Regions from separate parts of the Mus musculus genome. Here region 2 is linked to region 1. A link is a contact called in public promoter capture Hi-C data. All regions are on one chromosome and are shown on one strand. The core of a region is the stretch at or near the end of the contact, and the rest is flanking DNA. Distances in the headings are between cores, read along the strand shown.

What was found. Promoter capture Hi-C pulls out the DNA fragments that hold promoters and counts their contacts.
Region 2: a promoter capture Hi-C map of pre-B cells shows a contact between it and region 1, with 4 times the contacts expected there. The contact joins the promoter of Camk2d here to the promoter of Rwdd3 in region 1. A contact is called at or near these places in 1 of 39 promoter capture datasets (pre-B cells) and 1 of 484 Hi-C or Micro-C datasets (B cells).

The regions. Positions count from the first base shown.
Region 1 is chr3:121,167,300-121,175,231 of GRCm38.p6, forward strand. Rwdd3 (RWD domain containing 3) reads right to left here and starts at 4,396. Exons shown (of 5, transcript NM_028456.3): 1 at 4,293-4,396. The coding sequence starts at 4,377.
Region 2 is chr3:126,593,712-126,601,643 of GRCm38.p6, forward strand. It overlaps Camk2d (calcium/calmodulin-dependent protein kinase II, delta), which reads left to right and starts at 3,240. Exons shown (of 21, transcript NM_001346635.1): 1 at 3,240-3,793; 2 at 5,355-5,449. The coding sequence starts at 3,729.

The DNA of each region.
Region 1 (7,932 bases), core at 3,146-5,645:
CCTAACACTGGAGAGTCACGGTCTTCCTAGTTGATCTCCCTGGCCAGTGTGTTCCAAACCGCACACCAGAGCTGCAAACTAAGGCTGCACAAAATGGTGCTATCTGCACAAGACAACAAGAAGACCTGAACAGACCCTGTTGTGATGTCAAATGTGGTGAGAGACCAAAAAGAAAAAAGAATAAAATCAGAGAATCTCTTTAAGAACTCCTTTTCTCCCCAGGAACCCTTCAGATGTGTCTATCTCACCCTTTCAGATTTGCTCTCCCTTGCGGTACAGCAATAACTGGCTCCCTTTGCTCCAGAATCTTTGTGGGCCTCGATCACTCAAAGTCTGTTTGTTTTCTTTTATTTTTTCCTAACAACAAAAAAAAAAAAAAGAAAGAAAGAAAAGAAAGAAAAAGAAAATTGTTCTGCTCGAAAGTTATCATCTGCTTTGAGCTTATTTAAAGTTATTAACAGCTTAGCAAGAGAATGGTTACCAGAAATCCTTGTTAAATGTACCTATGATGTTACTTTTTGCCTGGTCCCCCGCGCCAGGACAACTATTAACTCACAAGCACCATTCCTGATCCACCTCCGTCCTAAAGAGCTCATGCCTGCTCTACCAAAGCAAAACTCCCAAAAGACCCGAGTCTTATTTGGCTCCAAGACTAGGCGCTCTTACCTCTCCCAGAGACGCAGGGTTTGTCTTCTAGCCCAACCTCAGACCCACATTCACTATTTGCACGAGTCACTGCCTTGGAACAATATTGACGTTACAGCTACAACTCAAACTGAGAGAGACTCAAACCTTACTCTTTTTAGCCCGGGCACACACAGAGCTTAGGAAGCTGAGGCAGGAGGATCTAGTGTTCCTGGCTAGAGTGGGCTACATGGGTAGGTTCTGTCTTAAAACAATCAAACCTTAACCTTTCCTGAAAGAAACCATATTCCAACACGGCAGACGACAGAAATTCAAACAAAGAAACTGAATTAGACCCCGGATTCCACTCTGGTCTGTTTTAAAGTTTTCTCCCTACCTCATCCCTACAGCACACGGTAGATACACACTCCCATCACAATGATGGTGGTTAAGTGAACAAAATCTATGAGAAAGAGGTCGTTAGGATTTGTTGAGTGTGCACCAAGAAACCATTTGCATAACATACCTAACTCACAGTCTCTCTACTTGCTTTATTTTGCCCAGTTTTCACATATCCTCAAAACCTTTGCACAGAAAAGCACTCAGAAGCCCCACACACACACACACACACACTCTCCTCTCATACACACTTGCTTTATGCAAGAAATACGGTGTTTACATTGTCTGTAACCCTAAGAGATTGTTACACACGGTGTCTCTGGATTTTCACATGCTTTCATCGTTCTTAGAGAAGGAAACAAAACAACTAGAAAGACTGGAAGGTAAAGGTGGCACTCTTTCAAAATAAAGTCTAAGACTATGTGGACTTTAGAGAGATGAGTTCAGCCAAGACCATCGGCAAACAACGTCAATATGTCACTGTAACAGTTTTGCAGGGGGACAGAGTCCAATCTGAACAACAGTGTTAATAAAACACAAAACCCACTGGGAAGCTATCGCCAGCCTATTGTGTGATGCAGTTAAGCTGTTATGCGAGTCCTCTCTTTTTCAACTTTTAATCCTGTGAGATAGCTTCTAAACTGCGACTCCATTTATAACAGGCACTGGGCACAGCCATATACTCTCCGTGTCTCTACCCGGAAAATGGATGATAACACCTTCAGAAGGGACCACACACGTGTATGCTTGAAGGGGAATGCGGACCTCCCACCACCAACTCGATTGTTCTGAATATAAGCCGGATCCCACCCACACTATTGCCACTGTTTTGTTTTTTTTTTTTCTCAGCATCATGGATTGTCTTACTGTAAGAACGTTTCCTGCACCAGCCCCTTTCCTACAGAGGAGTGGGACCCAGTGCCAAACCCAACCCTGTGGAGCTTGGTGGTGATGTAATCTATGTGACCATCAGTGATCCTCAATGCAAACTAAGCTAAGCAAGCCTCTCCTTAAAACCCACGTGAAGATCAAGGTGACCACACCAACCCTGGCACCTGGACTGACTCGTGGGATGGAGAAGAACAGAATATCCCTGATTTGGCTACTCCACTGCTTTCCCAAGCTGGGAATATGGTGTTTACATTATTTCCAGCCCTAAGAGACTGTTACACACAGCGCCTCTTCCTTTGAACTTACTCTAACATGAGTGGCCAGGATGCAAACTCCCTCAAAACTCTTAAAAGAAATTACTCCCCACTAAACTGAACCCATCTATTCAAGACTTTTCGGCTCAGGGCCTCAAGAGCTGGCCGTTGGGGTCAACCCAGGTCTTCCTGTCTTACAGAGAAATGTAGGCCCTCTGCAATATTCTTCTAATCTCACTTAAGACAGGAGAGACTTATCTGGTGGAGGCCAGGGAAGAAATGATGGGTACAGAGTGACACCCTGAAACCCGAACTGCCGCTGGCAGCGAGGGTAGAAGCCACGAAGCCTGCTACACTTGGTGTTTGCCTCACTCACAGCTCCCGAGTGTGTCAATCATTCCTGCTTCAATCGCTGAACTGTTCTACTCTTCAGTGAACCTTCTAGAAAACAAAATGTCCGAAGCTGTTACACTGAATTCCTTTATAATTCAATTACTTATTGATGCCAGAACACTGAATTAAATTAATTAGGAGGCATGACTTGAAGTCATGCTCAATTTAAGAGCAGATAAAGAGCCGCAGTGTTCAGAGTATTAAGACAACCCCCTCCCCCTCTCTCTCAGCACTTCTTTTTGGGGGGTTTCTCTGACCTATCAACAGTATCTGATTGGTCATAATGCAAACCACCACCATTTTTTTAAAATGTCATAGGACATCACAGGTTCGTTTCTCCCAGATATTGGCAAGTAAGTCACGATACAAGAACTCGGAGACACGAGTGATCCCTTTAAATAGCTGCCTCCGGCAGAAGCAATTACCAATAGAGAGAATTGTGGAGACAGGAGATGCTAACCGATCAGGATGCTACCCAATCACAAGAGGGTGGCAAATCCCTACAATAAATCCTTTCATAGGGGTCTTAAGGAAGTTTCAAAAATATACAAGACAGGTCTAGGCACTTAAGAAGAGAGCAACTCCATTTTTCTAGAAAGTTCACATGGCCTGAAACGTCAAATCACCACAAAGATCTGTAGATGTGTGCATGCAAGAAGGCATAGGAGAAAGGGGTCACTGACTTATCTTATGGAAACCCAAAGCCCTCCTAATCATAGATATAGCTTCCTTAGGTCTAGCACATCTCACACTGTCTTCCTAGAGCTAAGCCAATTTATGGTCAGAAAAGCCATTACAATCGTAGTTACATTGTAACAGTAGAGGGATGGCTCTCACTGACCTCAAAATGTACATGACATATTTGACAGCTCAGCGAGGGTGAGAATAATTTGCATCAGCACATTTTCCCAAAAGGGGGAAATTGGGGGCACTCAGTGGTTAAGAGCACTGACTATTCCCTGGGTTCAGTTCTCAGCACCTTTAAGGCAAGGCTCTCAAACCCTCGGTAACTCCTAGCCCCTGAACGTCCTATTCAGGCCTCCCAGGCACACTCAGCATACAGGTCTATACAGGCATGCAAAACACTCATACATACGCCAAAAAAAAATTTAAAAGTGTGTGAGTGGAGCGTCTGGGTTCCTTAACGGAAGCCAAGACAAGAATGAAATTTTAGCTTTTTAAAACAATTAATAATAACAACAATAGTAATAGCTTTACAGACTATAAACTCTCAGAGGGTCGGTGCCCTGCCTGGGTTAGAAGAGAAGGTCTCCATGCTGCGTCCAGCAGAAGTCTGGAATCGGCTGCCATTTTTCAGCAGCCTGGAAAACGTAAAAATAAAAATATTTTTAAGTAAAACAACAAAAAAAATTAATAATAAAGTCAAAGGCAATTAACTCTGGAGAGTTCAAACCTTAACAAGCATTTCCTGACTGCCTTCCACGTGGCTGACAACCAACTACAGCGTCCTGTTGTCAGGGACGTGATACACAAATGCTTATGGTGGATGCCGACTATTTGGAGGAGCTGGGTTTCACGAGGAGGGCACTGCGCACCGTCTAGTTGCGGGAGAGCACGGGGTAGGGGGGCGGAGAGGGCGAGCTCAGGGGAGGGCACTGCAAGCGCAGGCCAACCCCACCCCCCAGTCCCCTCCTACTCCTGTCCAGGGCCACAAGACACCGGGTCCCCGACTCCCCGCAGTGGCCGCAGGGTGAGAGGCAGGGTATTCACCTGAACAGCTCAACATCTCCCACTCGTTGGGCCCGCAGAAGATCGCGGCCAGCGCCGAGAGCTCCTGCCGCACCTCCTCCACCATATCCGTGCGACCAGAACCCAAAGCCACTTCCGCCGCCTCCCGGAGCAAAGCTCCCCTACGGTCACTGGGGGGCGCCCCGGCCTCACAGCCAGGTCGGCTGCGGATGGCGCCGGGCGGGGGGCGGGGAGATGGGCGTGTTTATGGGCGTGGCATGTGTCCGCCCAGAACCTTCTGAGTTTTGGCCTCTGTGGTTTTCTGGATCAGAGAGAGACCTGTAAAGCCCCAAAGTCCCCTACAAGAACAACCAGGCTGTGAACCCACCGTGCTTCACCAGGCTAGGAGGAAATGGAGAGAGTAAAAAAAACCTAAACAAACAAGAAAAGCCAAACAAGGCGAACGAGCCCTTGTCAGGCTTTTGAACTTTGTGTCCTGAGATCCCACAGTGAGCAAAACACAAATTCCATGTCCTCATGAGGGTCAGTGACCCTCGTGGTCAGGATATTTCAGAAAAGAGAACGATAATGACCTCCAGGATACTGACCTGGTTGGTCACTAGCCTCGGGATTACACACAAGGTCTAGATTCCAGGGCCTCTTTCCAGTCCAAGATGAAGAAGAGGGAAGACTGAGATGAGACTCCTTAGAGATGGGGTCCAAAGCCAAAAACTAGCTTTACAGTGATTTGATTTGAGTTGATTTGATTTGGTTCGGTTTGGTTCGGTTCAGGTGATATTCGATGCATATAACATAATGTGTCTATTACCTCTCTGATCCCTGAAGCTTAATGGTGAAATCACCATCTTTGAATCTTGACCTAAATTTCAAAACACTCGCAGTAACAATAGGATAACAGAATGAGTGATGCATCTGTTTCAACCTCGACTTTAGTAAGCAAAATTAATTTGTGGTAAGTAGTTCTGTCTAGGTGCATTTGACTCCCCCCGCCCCCAAAATAAAAATTTTTAATTCTGCAGCTCCCAAGAGTCCTTTGGCTCACTCGGGGAGGTCTCATGCCACTGGTTTGTATCAGAAATAACATTCTGTGAGTTCATCAAAGAATTTAAGTAGGTCTTCAGTGACTCCTTTCACTGACTTCTACAAGTCAGAATAATTTTAACTGGGCCACGTTACTATCCCAATCATCATTTCTATTGCTAAAAGGGCAATTTGAAAAAAGGAAGAGAAATTGGCTTCCAAGAAGAGAAAGGAAATCTGATGAGATAGACAAGAAAAGCTTTTCCAGGGATGCCCTGAGATTTCAGTGACCCCAGGCAATTAGGAACCGTGCTGTGCAAATAATTAGAAAGATAAAGGTTTATTTAAACACATGATTATCTATAATGTAACCAATTTGTATTAGAAGAAAGAAAAAAAAAATAGTTCCTTTGAGTTATTTCCAAAATAGCAGTTCAAGCAAGTTCAGTGGGTTCATAATTAACTGTTAGAGAGATTTGGGGAAAAGATTACACTTTTTGATTTACAGCACCACTCTGTTATTCAATTTTCAGTTTAAAGTCCAATGTTACTGCTAAAAGTAATGGAAAATATTAATTTGATTATTTGTCATATTTGTTAAATGGTCCACACAATAATTGAATAGCCCTCATCCTGTTTTAATTTTTCAAATTCAATGTGTGATATGAACGAAATAACACGAACAGCGTGATTTCATTGTCAGCAGGATTAGGAGGCGATCACCGGAGCCTACTGTCAGTAAGGGGTCCATGGGAATTGATGTAAAAGTACAGCCATCTATTATCATACTTAAAATTTTCTGGTCAGTGGGTTTCTTCTTTGCTTTCCTTTCTCCGTTGATTCCTTAACCTGCTTTTCATACTTCATTTAGCATGCTTAAATAAAAAGTTCATGTGAATTGTCTTCTAAATTGACACTACCCGGAGACACTGAAATCCCTCGAATACATTTCTTGCACTCTGACATTTAGAAGTAATCATCACAGAGGCAGCGTGATGTCTGCTTGGCATTTCTCACACAACGGAAATAGCAGGTACCTGGCAGATCTCTGAAGCTACGGCACCATAATCATTTTTCTTGTAATAAGATTTCTTCTAGTCAGCGGCTACTGAAATTCTAGATATTTAAATGTGAAGTGGATGTGAACAGTGAGAGTATATTATCCACCTCTATCCCCACCTCCCACAAATACGCACACCAGTGTGTGATTTGCTAAAACAGTGCTACCTCTCCATGCATTTCTCCTAAAGCGCAGTGTACCCAAGACTGGAATAGGAGGGGACTCGTACCCTCTCACCCCCAGTTAAAACCACTAACCCAGGAAGTCAGTGTGGACAGGTAGTTCTTTTAATTTTCCCAGAACAGCTCTACTGACTGTCAAAACCCACTTTCACGAGCAAACAGGACCCAACTTGAAGCCAATTGGGAAAGGTGAAACGTTACTTATCCTGAGAAAAAGCTGAGTGGGCTTAATAAGAAAAATTATGATCTGAGAACATTAAAAATTACTCCCAAAAATGTCTCAGTGGTGGAGTACCTGCCTGGGCTGCTCAAGGTTGCGCTCCAGCCCTTAAAATAATGAAGAAGACACTAAAAGCCAGTTTCCTACACAGAGCTAACTGGGAAAAGCCATGCTGTGTGTGTCTAAAGCGTTCCTGTGCTTGCTCAGGTCTCTACACGTTCTCAGACTCTGTGACAGTTCTTGAGACAGAGATGAAGCAAGAACACACTCCGACCTTCGATCTAGATAAGGAAATACAATCTGCTGTAGTCGAAAACTGTCTCGCCATGTTGTAGGCACAAGAAATGCCACATGTGGTTAACCAAAGTGAAGTTCAAGGTCCTGACATGGTTGGACAGTGGGGATGGTGCCATGCTTTTGCCCAAAACTTGCCCGGAGGAAAAATAATTTTGTAATGTTCAGGAATGTCACAGGCTTCCAAAAGGGTACAAATGGGTGCTATTAATTGATCATAAGTCTTTCTGTTCTGTTACAGAGTCAAAGTTGCAAAATTATCTTTCACCATGATGTCAAAATAGAAACAACTCAATTGCATGAGAATTTGGCCCGGATTTCTGTTTTGGGTCAAGATATGCCAGCACCTCGTCCAGATAATCTATCTGTCTTTGCTCTAGCATATCCATTGCAATCTGCCTGTGCTTGGCTCCTAAATACAAATGCTATCAAAACAGTCCTAGCTTGCTGTGTGGGAAGCTGTCCCCGGGGCAATGTCCACTGACAGTTCAATGCTTATCAATGTTATCCAAACAACTCATCCTTATCATTAGAGTTTTAAGGTCTGTCTAATTAAAATAATACCCAATGATTAATTCTGGTTGCTGCAGCAAATATATTCCTTTTAGTCCTTATATTTTTCTCACAGTCTATGACTAGGAGAGCCAGTTTTTATTATCTGGAGGAGCTATAAATGTGCAAATATGACTGTTTTGGAAAGACAGTGGTTGAAATGGAGGGAGATAAAGGGAGGCCCCAGAGCAGAGTAGCAAAAGTGGGGCCTGGGGTTCTTAAAGGCAAACAAGCAGAAACACTGTAGAAGGGTGAAAGACATTATGAAGGAAAAGGGAAAGAGTAGAGAATGGGAAGTGGTGAGGAAAAAAACCCACAAGGTAGAGAAGAAAT
Region 2 (7,932 bases), core at 1,990-4,489, 5.4 Mb after region 1:
GAATACTAAAGTTCTGAAACTCTTAGTTCCAAGTAGCAAAACGGGACAAGAGGAAGAAACTGTTCAGTCCGTGCTACACCCCCTGTCCCCCCATACGTTCCTTTGTTGTCAATCTTTGCTTGTCCTCTTTTGAGTCGGAGTTGAGAAGATGAAGTTACAACTGTTCCTGTCACCATGGTCCAGTTAGAATAAAATCTGTCTTACCATTTTAAGCAAGTTCCATGAATAATTCTTTTTTTTTTCCAAAAGATTTATTTATTTGTTATTTATGTGAGTATGCTGTAGCTGTCCTCAGACACACCAGAAGAAGGCATCAGATCCCATTACAGATGGTTGTGAGCTACCATGTGGTTGCTGGGAATTGAACTCATGACCTCTGGAAGAACAGTCAGTGCTCTTAACTGCTGAGCCATCTCTCCAGCCCTTCCTGAATAACTATTAAGAGTCTCCTTTCTTTATTACTCTTTCATTCCTCTTGGTTCACTGCAATAGTCAGATAAGGACATTTGACTAAAGGCAAATACATTTGACACTAAATTCTAGTCACTCTGTTTACAAGTATGCCTTTTAAAAAATTTAACTATTTTGCAGGTATTCCTAAAATAATGAAATAGAACTAAGAGAATTATAATTAAGGCTGGAGAGATGGTTCAACCATTAAAGGCTAGTCTCACAACCAAAAATAATCAATCTGATTATTATCTTAAGGAAGCCCTAACTTTAGGAATAATTGTGAATTCTTTAAATAAAAGAAACATTTTAATGAGAATACAATATAGATCAAACAACAGAGCATGTGTAGATTAAACATTATTTGTACAAAGTTCTTGTCTACAAATACTAACTTGATAATGATACATCAAAAGCAGTTACTTTTTTATTATACTTAAAATTATTCTAACCATTTACAGTTACCATTATTTTAAACAACTGAGTTAAATACTGTAATTATGTAGACTTCACTGCATTGGTATTTAAGAAACAATTTTCTTCCTAGTTGTAAAAAATTTATTATGCTCATTTTTAAAATTTTATTTTTGTTTTCACTTTTGGATTTGGAAAAGAATATTAAGTTATGCCATTATAACCGAGAGCCATATATTTAAGCTACATATTAAAAATGTTTAGTTAAGGCCAAATTATATCTTCCTTTCAATTTTTGGCTTGGTTATTAATACTTAAACACTACTATTTCTCCTTTTAACTTTTTAGTTTCATCTTCCTTTCTTTGTCACTACATTTATACCAAGTAATCCTTATCTTTTATTGCCAGGATTTAAGATCCAAGCTCATTTCAGTTTTGTTATTAAAAATGTTCAAATTTAGCCAGGCATGGTATTTCACACCTTTAGTCACAGGCTGGGGAGGCAGAGGCAGGTGGATCTCTCAGTTTGAGGCTCAGCCTGGTTTGCATAGTGAGTTCCATGCCATTTAAGAGAGACACACTGAGACTATTCCAATCAAATAAAAATGTTCAAATTTAAGGACATAAAAAACAAAATTTGCTTTTAAAAACAAAAAGGAATCAAAGCTATATAAAAACCACAGAGGAACTTCAATAAGCTTCCAAGGGTGTCCCACAATGACAACTGAACAGCAGAGGCCCCCAGGTAGGAACAATACAAGACAAAGCGGGACGTGTGCTGATCCCACGTGCTTGGCAACGTCAAAAATCAGCACTAGGAATCTAGTGCGTGGGCAGAATATCAAATGATGTAAGTAAAATTGAAGGGAAAATTATAGTAAAACAGGCCAGTAAATGACATTTTCATGGGCAAAACAATGCAGACATTGAATGATGACTAAATTCAAAAAGTATTTTCTTGTGTTGAGTGGGAGAGGGCTATTAGAAGTATGAGTAATATTTGCAAAATCTATAACAAAAAAAAGCATTTAAAAATTATATGGCCGTCTGAGTACTTCAGTTCAAAGGCCACTCAGCATTCTTTAGAACAGGGAATAAAAGAACCTGCAAAGTAGTAACTTATAGCCGCCCTAAAAGCATGTACAGGCTCCCTAACTGAAAGTTATCTATCATCTTCCCACTGTGAAATTTTAAGTGCACGATGTGATTCTAAGCACGAGCACATAAGCAATAGAAATGCAGGATTTTATGGTTTCCTGCTGTAGAACAAAAAGCAACAGTCTGAAGAAAATTTTTTAAAAGTTCATGATGCGTCTCTATTTTCCGTAGGCCTCTAAATCTGCAATTGCCTCGTTTATTAAAGACTCAGAAGTGAAAAGAAGGCTCAGAAATGATCTTAGCCACCACTTACACCTTAACCCATCTTACATGCTAATTTTTTTTCTCCATGCTAATTTTTAAGCAACAGTGTCAGATATGCTTAACTGTACACACGTTCTTGAACTCTTAAATGGTTTTCCAGATAGCCACTGAGGGAGTACACTCCTGTGCCCCTACTTGGCCTGCTCTTTGAGAATGCAGGTAAAGAACTCCCACCCTCCCTCTCCCTTCTCCCTCGGCAACGCGAAACAGGCTAGGCACGCTCACGTGACGCTAATGACGTCAGCCCCCTCTGGGTCGCGTGACCCACAGCCAACCTTCCTACCGCCCCACCCCCTCGCCACTGGCGTGGGACATCTCGCGAGAAGCCTTCTTACTATCAGAACTTGCTGAGGTTACAGGGGAGTTACTCTGGAGAGGAAGGAAGGTGTGGCAGAGTGGTGCACTTTTGGGTTTCATTATGTTAGAGTTTATGATCAAGCAAATGCTTATGGGGATCGCCCTAGTCGGGAAAAGGGGAGAGAAGGGCGAAGACGTGACAGTAAAAACTGAAGCGAAACGTGGTGCCCTGACCATCTTTGCCCCTAGCTAAGGGACAGCCGGGCGCAGCAGAGGTGGCCAAGGCTGGCAGCCCCAGGCAGTAGCTGCGAGCCGGGGGACGTTGGACCCGGGTCTGGGAGCAGTAAACGCGAACCGCGCCCAGATGCAAGGGTTGCTTCCCTCTCTCGGCTTCCCCGGCCTCGCGGCCATCCCGCCCGGGTAGAGGCATCCGGGTTGTGGGAGCTTCGAGTGGTCTCTCATCTTTCCGCCCTTCGTGGGTCACTGCGACATCTCAGTCCCGTCCCCTTAAGCGCGCTCCCTGCTGCTCCGCGCATCTCCCTTCGGTCTCCCTAGACGGCTGCGGGAGAGCAGCCCGAAGGGACGCGGCTGGAGTCGCTAGAGGGAGGTGTGGGGCCGCCGAGGAGGGGGCTTCGCTGGGCGGGGAGAGGAGGGAGGAGGCGCCGGGGAGGAGCCGCGGCTGCCAGCTTCGCCCGAGCCGAGCGAGCGCACTCTGTCGCCCCGCGGGTTCCCAGCCTTGCGGCCCCGTGGAGAGGAGGGAGCGCGGGCCACCAGCGCCTCCTCTGCCCGCTGGAACGACCGGCTGGGTGTTCACTCGGCCGCTGCCGCCCGCCACTCCGGGCGCTGCGTTGAGCTCTCCGTGCGGCCTCGGTGACCGCGGCAACCCCTCCTGACACCTCTCCCCCGCCCCTTCGGGAGCCCTCGGCCCGGCCACCGCGGCGGGAGGAGGAGAGGACAAGGGATCGCGGAGCGGGCTGGTCTGGCCACCTCGCCCCGCGCGCCCCGCCCCTGCGCGCACTCCCTCGCCGGCGAGCTACTTTCGGACACGGAAAGTGAGGGCGGCCCCGGGTGACAGCGCGGCGGCGCCAGTCCCGGGAAGCCAGGTCTGTTCGCGTGTCGCCCGTCGCACTGTCCAGACCCCGCCATGGCTTCGACCACCACCTGCACCCGGTTCACCGACGAGTATCAGCTCTTTGAGGAGCTCGGAAAGTAAGCGTCCCTGCCTGGCATCTCCTCCTCCCCACGACCCCTCGTCTCCCTCGTGGGGATAGAGAGCCTGCGGGCCGAGGCGGGGAGACGGACCCTGGCTTGGTGCGGGTGGGGCACACAGGGAAGGAAACCTTTGCCCTACTGTGGCGGGTGCTCCGAATTCCCAGCCCATCTTCTCGGGTCCTCCACCTCTCCACGGGGGACTTAGTGAATTTATGATCTCTGCAGTTGTAGCTGTCATCCTGAGAAGTGTGCGCGCACGCGAGTGCGAATGTGTGTGTATGTGTGTTCGGAGAGGAAAGGAGATGCATGTAAAATGCAACATTTATCACATTTTTGGTAAATAGATGTCTCTTGCTCAGCCCGCGCTGTATCTGCGATCTGACCCAGGTTCGGATGAGCTAACGAGAGAACACTCGCTCTCTGAGATGGTGCCATATTTATCGATGCCGAAAGTTCAACTTGGCTTGGTGGAGAGTCTGGTTCGGCATCCAAGTAGTTGTTCCGTTCAGGAAAAGGGCCACCCAACAGAACCCACGTCCCTGCCATGTATCCGCTATCCTTCTTTGCACTAAGATGAGTCGCTCACCATCATTCTAGGATTTAGGTGTACATCGTCTCTGAGAGGATTTATTTATCCAGGCAGAGGAAAGCCCTAGAGCCCGAGAGAGCGTTTCCCCAGGGTAGCCTAGCTTGTGTAAAACGACCTCCTCCACTGAAGTGGCAGGACTTCCTTGAGATGTTAAGGAGGGACAGGGTACCTACTGAAGATCTGCACAGGGGCAACTAGAGACTCAGTCAGGAGGGAGTGTTGGTTTACCGAGCATCAAACCCCAAACCTATCGCTAATTTCCACTATCAGGGAAGGGATGCATTTGTGTGTGTGTGTGTGTGTGTGCTGTAGGTTTCCTTACAGTTGCATAAAAGGAAGTGTGAGCACTTTTAAATCAAATGAAAATGATATCTTTATAGATGATCTGCTGTTGAAACATGGAGTATGTCGGAAGAGCAGCTTAATTTAAATCTCTCCCCTCCCCCCAAGCCCAAACCAGGCAGAGAGAAATCACCTTACCCCAGAACCTGTTAAAGCACACCAGTGAGCTCGAGATTTATGTTTTAATGAAAACAATCGCCATATTTACTTAGTTGGAACCACGTTAATTATGTTTCCTACCGAAATAAACAGTTTTTTTTTTTTTTTCTTCTGTTCCCCAGCTCGGTCCTTTGCAGGGTTTGCTATGAGCATTTGGTGTTTTGTGAGTGTGAATTACAAATTGTTTTCAAATTTCATGTGCAAAAAAGAGTGGTCATAATTGGCATTACCTTCTATTTTGTTGATTAATAATCTGCGTGTTTCCAGTCAATTAAAAACGACTTTCATTCCACAACATTAAAAAAGATCTGGGCTGGCAGGAAAGAATTGTTTATTTTCTAGATAATGCTTTTATTATGTTGCTATTTGACAGACCACTAAAGGTTCATGAAACCGCTCAGATTTGTGAGTTTGCAAGTGGATACTAGATCTGATTATACTGACGACTTGCTAATTATTGGTTTCCAGGGGGGCGTTCTCAGTGGTGAGAAGATGTATGAAAATCCCTACTGGACAAGAGTATGCTGCCAAAATTATCAACACCAAAAAGCTTTCTGCTAGGGGTGGGTATTTTAAACCACATTTATTTATATATGTTAATGTTGTATTTGTTGTGTGAATGGTTGGTGTCTTCTAAGTAGTTATAGCATGTAGTTATAATTGAATTTTGGACTTAGGTATCATATTACATATTACCATTTTTCCTTGCCAAAAGCCTCTTGCTTTGTTTCCTTTGAAAAGTAGGTGAAAAATATAATTGTTATCAGCGAGTTATTAAAATGCTGTCTCCTAAGCAATGGTATAGATAAATATGTTGCAAAGCAAATAAATGTCATGAGGGGCCTTGCTGAAATCTGTTCAGAAGGATCTTGAAATGGAAAAAATGCAAGTCTCATAACTGTCATAATTCCCCTTTCACTTCTGAGACAAAAAAAAAAAATGGGTCATGGTTCAGTTGAATGTATGTTACAGTTGTAGTTACAGCTGAACTTAATACAGCGAGGTATATTTAACTTCAGTGGTTTGGGGAAGTAGGAAGAGATTTTTACTGTAATCTAGGAAGTTAGCTTGGCTTTGATATGTGTAGGCTAGGCCTTTTCTGGGTTTTCTGCATGAAACTTTCCATCAGATCATGCAATATATTTTACACCTTTAGCTTATAGCCACAAAGATACTTCATCCTGAGAGCTCTTGACATAAGTTTAAAAAAAAATAAACAAAAAACAAAAACAACTGGGAGCAGTGTGCCCACATGATGATGATGGTGATGATGGTGATGATGGTGATGGTGATGATGGTGATTAGAATCAAACAAAAGTCCATATACTGAAATGCCGGAGTTACAGTGACTAAGGTGCCTACGGATTTCCAAGGGAATTCATGGTGTGATGAAATGAAGCTGGAATCAAAAAGAACAGAATCCCATAATGCAGCCCCATCTCAGTGACCTGGTTTATTTTAAGTAATGAGAGGAAATTCCATTAGACTTAGTTTTCCTCACTGAATACATCTTTTAAGACATGCCACTTAAAGACGTCTGGGTATCGTTCGTTGCCTTTGTCCTCGGCTCTGACAAATGGATTTTCGGATTCTCCTTTTACGATATACTTTAGGTTTCAGTCTATGTATTCACTCGGATGGAATTCCACGATACTTCCCGTCATCTGATTTGCTCTTGTTCTGAGAAAGAATGCAAACTGACCAGGAACACCATGGTGTCCTGGTGTGAAAACTAATGAGGGACATGCCATGCTAATTACCTCTCCCTTTCGAGCCTCCACTCTATTGGAAGTTTTTATTTTTTTAGAATCACGAGGGATGCAGAAGTATAAGTGCCAGTTTAAGGGAAAGAAGAAGACTGAAAACATTGAGTCGGGTTTTTTTTCTTTCTTCTAGTGATTATGTTATTTCTTCCAGTGTGATATGTCCTTTGGCAATGGTGGGCTATCATTTTTTTTTTGGGGGGGAGGTATTACCACGCCTCTTCCAAGTCCTTTAATAGCTTTAGATTTCTTCTCAGAACAAATGGATTGGGAACTTCACTTTTTCTTAGTGAGAGTCATCACGTTTTATCCATTTTGTCTCATATGCCCCATATCAGCCTGGTGGTATTGCTGTCAATGCTCACCCTTTTCTCCTCCGTGGGAGATGAGTGCCCCAGCCTGAGCGGCCTCCAGCACTTTCTTCTCTGAACGCTTCCTCCAGTGTCACTCAGCTGCTCATGCCCAGCCTCTACAAATCACCTTCCTGTCTCAGAAGACACTCTTGTTATCTTCCTGTGCGATTTTTTGATTATTTATGTTTTATTTATTATTTTTAGGTGTGTGTGTGTGTCTGGGCCCTCAGGGCTGGGTAGTGGGAACTGAACTCCTCCAGCCTGCAAGAACAAGGATATCTATCCCTCATTTGTTGAGCTATCTCTCCAGCCTCTTTCTTTGCTCTATATTCCCCAGAAAAAATGCCATCTGTCCTGGAGCTGGAGTGATAATGCTCTCGCTTTCAGTCCTGATTCCTGCACCTGCTAGCTAGGTGATCTTAGGCAATCTACTCATTTTAATCTGAACCTCAGTCTTTTCATCTGTAACATGGGGTGAGGTAGAATCCTTCCTTGTAGGGGTTTGATTGATCTGTTTGGCTTAGTGTGTAGTGTAGAGAAGTGCCTCCCACTAAGTGTTCTCGTAGTGAATATCAGTTTCCATATTAGATGATGGGAATGTGGTGATAATCAAATTCCATTACTCTACATAAAATGTCTTAGTTCACATGAAAGTATGTGCAAATTGTGGCTTTAGTGACAGTTCTGATGTGGCCCAATTCAAACAGTGGCTCAGACACTAGGTGTATAAATTGATCCAATCATGTACTTTCCTAATATCTCAGATTCTTCGTCAATAAAATGGTAAAACTTATGAGTCTCATGGGGTGTCTTGCCAGTCTCACTTATTACAAATTTACTTATTACAATTGTATGTAAAGAATATAATATTCCCTACCAAATGCTCAGTAGCACTGCTTTGTATTGACACACAATTAGAGATGGTTATAG